Linked DNA regions of Mus musculus: region 1 is linked to region 2. A link is a contact called in public HiChIP or PLAC-seq data. All regions are on one chromosome and are shown on one strand. The core of a region is the stretch at or near the end of the contact, and the rest is flanking DNA. Distances in the headings are between cores, read along the strand shown.

Evidence for each region. HiChIP or PLAC-seq counts read pairs in DNA pulled down with a chosen protein or histone mark.
Region 1: a contact with region 2 is called in an H3K4me3 HiChIP or PLAC-seq map of bone marrow-derived macrophages, with 4 times the contacts expected there. The contact joins two enhancer-like sites. A contact is called at or near these places in 2 of 39 promoter capture datasets (liver and pre-B cells) and 1 of 115 datasets of contacts at active chromatin or transcription factors (bone marrow-derived macrophages).

Annotation. Positions count from the first base shown.
Region 1 is chr15:100,203,419-100,206,118 of GRCm38.p6, forward strand. Dip2b (disco interacting protein 2 homolog B) reads left to right here. Exons shown (of 38, transcript NM_001159361.2): 33 at 1,665-1,726. Among named protein-coding and RNA genes, the nearest start is that of Atf1, 23 kb to the right of the region's middle. Within about 2 kb of position 1,368, at least 88 of the 459 cell types and tissues checked have an H3K27ac peak or open chromatin away from gene starts, as enhancers often do. A contact at or near this core is called in bone marrow-derived macrophages, where this site is marked.
Region 2 is chr15:99,813,449-99,816,148 of GRCm38.p6, forward strand. All of the region lies in intron 4 of Lima1 (LIM domain and actin binding 1), which reads right to left. Among named protein-coding and RNA genes, the nearest start is that of Gm17057, 3.1 kb to the right of the region's middle. Within about 2 kb of position 1,328, at least 21 of the 459 cell types and tissues checked have an H3K27ac peak or open chromatin away from gene starts, as enhancers often do. A contact at or near this core is called in bone marrow-derived macrophages, where this site is marked.

The DNA of each region.
Region 1 (2,700 bases), core at 118-2,617, 390 kb after region 2:
TTTACTGGGCGATGTTTTGATTTTGCTGTTTAAAAGATTTATTTATTTAATGTATGTGAGCACACTGTTGCAGACACACCAGAAGAGGGCATCAGATCCCATTACAGATGGATGTGAGCCACCATGTGGTTGCTGGGAATTGAACTCACAGCCTCTGGAAGACCAGCCTGTGCTCTTAACCCCTGAGCCATCTCTCCAGCCCCCTTGGGTGATGTTTTTTACACTAGACTGGCCATTTCCCAACTAGACTCCCCAAGTTATTTACTGTTTGAGTCTCACCTGGGTTATTTCTGCTCCATCTGACTGTCCTCAGGAGGCATTTCTCTTGGCCACATGTCCTAGTCCATCCTGTCTAATGGAGACCTCTGGCTCTCCTGTCTTCTTTCTCCTTCCTCCCTCGTGGTCCCTACCTGTGACCCCTAAGCCTAGGAACCAAGGCCTTGTCTACTCTATTCTCCAAGTAATTGGCTGTCAGCCACTTTTGTTTAATCAGTCAGAGACTAAAAACAAGCAAAGTTTACACATCATTTGGTGTATGGGGGAAAGTGCTGGTTTTGACTGCAACCAGATCCAATGTTTAGCATTTTGAAAACAAGCAGTTCCAGACCAGCTCCAGCACCATGAAGTTCTTGTTGCTGCTGCTGGGTCTTTGAGACAGAGTTGCCTGACCATGAACTCACAGCAGTCTCCCTGCCTCAGTCTTCTGACCCCCTGAGTAGACTGTGAGGCCTTGTAGTGTCTTCAAGGCCATGCTGCTCTGCCTGAGACTGGTTCTGCTGGGTCACTGTGGAGATTTAGGCTTTTTATCTTGCCTGCTGCATCTCCTATGTTCATCTATAAAATGATGCCTTTGTTTGCCCAGGGTTGGCCTACAGGTCAGCGGATTACTAGGGAAGCACTCAGACAAGAGCAAGCCAGTGGCCTCCATGTGATACTCTCTCCTAGTACAGAGTGCTCCAGGAACCTCCCTGAGTCCCTTTTTTTTTTTTAAAGATGTATTTATTTTATGTATATGAGTACACTGTAGCTGTACTGATGGTTTTGAGCCACCATTTGGTTGCTGGGATTTGAACTCAGGACCTTCGGAAGAGCAGTCAGTGCCCTTAACCTCTGAGCCATCTCTCCAGCCCCCTGAGTCCTATTTTAATGTCATTAATTAATTAATATACATCCTTCTTGTCCCCCATATTTTGCCTTCTAAAAATAAAGCTGCATCTTTTGCCATGTTGTTCTGGGTAGATCTAGAACAGTCTGACTTTATGTGCTTGGCAGCTCATGAGGCAAGTGCATGCATGCATAGCCAAGGGGAAGAGAGGGTGACTAAGACTCTGGTCTCCAGTGACCCAGGTCAAGAGGCTTGCAGGAAATGTCATCATACTTCCCTGTAGAGTCCCATCCTGCCCCTTGCTCTCATCAGCCCCTGCTCTGAGCCCTGGGTAGGGAACTACCCAAACCCACTCCCCAGGCTTGGTACTGCTTCATTGCTGCAGAGATAGCCAAGAGGTTGCCAGGCCCAAGGCTCCTCCCCGCTCCCCCTTTTATGGCTCACTTGGTTAAAGAGAAAGTGAGAATGAGCTCTCCGACAGCAGACATTTCCCATTTGTGGAAGAGAGACAGCTCGTTCAGGCTTTAAATAAACAGTGTGCTGGTTTGTTCTTCTTTAGGGAACCTCAGGGCCGGATCCAACAACTGTGTATGTGGATCTGAAGTCGCTGAGACATGACAGGTATGGTGAGCACAGAGCTTGACCTCAACATCAGCACCCCTGTCCTGCTCTTGTTTACATCTTGAGGGGTGATGCAGGAAGGGGAAGGTCTCATGTCTGTCATTAGTAAATAATAGGAATTTTGTTTATGAAAAAAAAGCTTCAGTTCTCACAGTTGCTTCATTGACATTAGCTTTAGGCCTTGGTTGGTTTTTCATCACCCAAGAGGTGGAGTAGGATTTGAAACCCCAGTTTGTTATATAGTCTGAGCTGGCCTAAAACTTACAGCCATCCTCCTGCCTCTGATTCTGCTAGATTATAGGCATGAGGAATCATGCCTGGCTTGCTGTATTGTTCTATAATTAAAATGTAATCTTAGTTTCTAGCTATAAATGTATATACTTTTGTGGGGCTGCGTGTGGGGCGCACGCCTTTAACTGTAGCACTCAAGCAGGCGGATCTCTGAGTTCCAGGATAGCCAGAGCTATACAGGGAGACCCTGTCTCAAAAACAAAAACAAAAACAAAAGAAAACAAACAATAGATAGTGTCTTTGTTCTGCAGTTCAAAAAAATGAGGCAGACGTGAGGCCAGGACAGGGCTTTGACACAACACTTAATCTGAGTCCATAGTTTGTGAAGCCGCTTTTTCTCTCACTGAGATTTTAAGTTTTGTCCCACAGCGTGATGCTGAGATACGGAGCCCTTTGCACATTAGGCTGGTGGCTAGTCCCCAGTGTGCCTAGGCAGAGACCCCAGGCCACACTCGTGCTGGGTGTGTGTGTGTGAGCATGCGTGCATATGTGCGCACCAGAAAACTACCCTAGGTGGTGTTACTTGGTTCCTCAGGGACCATCCACCTTGTTTTCTGGGACAGGGTCAATCTCTGAGACCTGTGGCTTGCCAATTCTGAGAAGATTGCTCTCTGGGCAGCCTCGTAGACTCCCCTGTCTCTGCCTCCCAGCACCGGAGTCATGGACATGAGTCACAGTACTTG
Region 2 (2,700 bases), core at 78-2,577:
TCCACCTGCTTCTGCCTCCCATGGGTCAGAATTAAAGGTATGTAACCACCATACTTCACTTTTTTTTTTTCAAGAGAGAATCTCACTATGTAGCCCTGGCTGTCCTGGGATTTGCATTGTAGACCAGGCTAGCCTTAAACTCAGTGAGACACACCTGCCTTGCATTGTAGACCAGGCTAGCCTTAAAATCAGTGAGACACACCTGCCTTAAACGTGTGAGTCATGGGAGGTTACACCTGGCAAAGTTGATTCGCAAGCCAGGTGTTGTGGTGCGTGCCCATAATCCCAGCTTCTGGGAGGTAGAGACCGGAGGATCAAGAGTTCGAGGGCAGCTTCTGAGAACAGCCTGGGCTATGTGAGATCCTGTCTCTGCCCCACAGAGAAGCTGACTCAGCACATTATGAAGAGTCCTGTACTCCTTCACTCCTTCAACTCCTTCTACCTTCTCACCTGGACCTTCCTTCAGACTCCCATATTTCCTAAAAACCAAGGATGGAGGGAAGAAGAGCAGGGTTTAGGGGAAATCGGATTTTGCTGACCTACAGATGGAAATGGTGAGGTGTTCATCTCTTAATATCTCAATGCATTAAGTGATAAAAAATTTTTCTAGACAAAATGGTTTGTTTATATAAGAAACACACATGGGATGGTGATGACTGACTGATTGGGGGGGGCACAGGGGCAGCTCGCTGTGAGGGGAGCCATCCCTGGGCTCTATAAGAAAGCAGGTTGAGCAAGCCAGTAAGCAGCACCCCTCCATGGCCTCTGCATCAGCTCCTGCCCGCAGGTGCCTGCCCTGACTCCCCTCAGTGATGGACAGTTACCTGGAAGTGTAGGTGGAATAAACTCTTTCCTCCCAGTTTTTTTTTTTTTTTTTTGGTTCTGGTGTTTTGTGTTTTATCACAGCAATAGAAATCCTGATAAAGGCAGAGAAGTGCTTTTCTCCAGATACAAGATGTTTGTCTACGCTTTCTGTATTTTCAAGTGTTTGATAAAAATTGTATTAGCCTTACAATAAGCGGAAAAGGAGGAGGAGGGGGAGGAGGAGGAGGAAGAAGAGGAGAGAGGGAAGGAGGAAGGGAGGGAGGGAGGGAGGGAGAGAGGGAGGGAGGGAGGAAGGGAGGGAGGGAGGAAGGGAGGAAGGGAGGGAGGGAGGAAGGGAGGGAGGGAGGGATACTTTGTATCTAGTAAGCTAATTCAGTAGTTTACAATCTGGGCCAGGAGAAACAGCACAGCTGTCTGAGTCCTCCCTGCTCTTGCAGAGGACCCAGGTTCCGTTGCCAGCAGCCACACGGTGACAGCCACACGGTGACTCACGCTCAGCCACAGCTCCAGCTCCAGGGATTCCGACGCCGCCTTCTGACCTCCACGGACACCAGGCACCCGTGTGGCACACGCATAAAATATAAGACTAGTTAAGAATCCCACAAACCCAACAACCAGCGAAGCTGTCGGGATGACGCGCTCGGGCGGCGCTGGTTTTGAAGTAGCTGAGCGTACATAAGAAAAAAAACGCCCAGAAGAGTGTTTCTTCTAAATATGGTATACATCGCAGAATACAGCCCAAAGAAATTACTCAAGACAAGACTCTTCTGCCAAGATGCTCAGAGCTAGAAGAGAATCTAATTATTGGGAAGTGATGACACAGCATAATGAAACACGTCCCCATAAAAGGGGAAGCCCATGAGCTCGGAAGATGCATTCTTGAACTATGTGACAAAGACTAAACAGTGACAAAGTAAAACAAATTAAGGGAGGTGAGCATTGATTAAAGCCCAGCTTTAAAACCCAGATACGGGCTGGGCGTGGTGGCGCACGCCTGTAATCCCAGCACTCGGGAGCCAGAGGCAGGCGGATTTCTGAGTTCGAGGCCAGCCTAGTCTACAAAATGAGCTCCAGGACAGCCAGGGCTATACAGAGAAACCCTGTCTCGAAAAACCAACACCCCCCCCCAAAAAAAAAAAAAAAAAAACCATATACACTGGGCAGTGGTGGTGCATGCCTGTAATCCCAGCACTCAGGAGGCAGAGGCAGGAGGGTCTCTGTAAGTTCAAGGCCAGCCTGGCCTACAGAAAGAGTTCCTGGACAGCCAGGGCTACATAGAGAAGTCCTGTCTCAAACCCCCTAAAATAAACAAACGGAAAGAAACAGAAATTCAGTGGAATGGGAAAACAGAGAGCTTATGATGTGTGTGTGGCAGGTGCCACTGGTTGGAAGCAGGAAGCAGGGAGTTGGCGTAAATCAGATCAGAAGAGATGTCTGACCTGTGGCTGATACATCAACAACAGCCATTCAGGGAAAGAAACTGAAAAATACCAGGATTCCTCAAGAGGCAACTTTACATCTAGATCCTTCCTTATCTCGCAAAGGACTGAAGGATCACACGAAACCATTAATCACAAACTTTAATTTATATGGATGTGTCTTTTATAAGACACGTTCAGCTACAGTGAGGAGTCAGGTACAACAGTCAAACTTTCAAACTATATAAACTAGAGGTGACATACTAAACCAATTAAAAGTTAGGTTAATAGGAGTATGAATGCAGGGGTGGTAATATACACCAATCTTCCCAGAGCTTGGGAAGAGACAGGAAGATAAGGAGCTTATGACCAGCCTGGGCTACAAGTGACCCTGCCACAAACCAAACCAAACCAAAACCTGGATTTGGCTCCTAGCACCCACACAGTGGTTCACAAC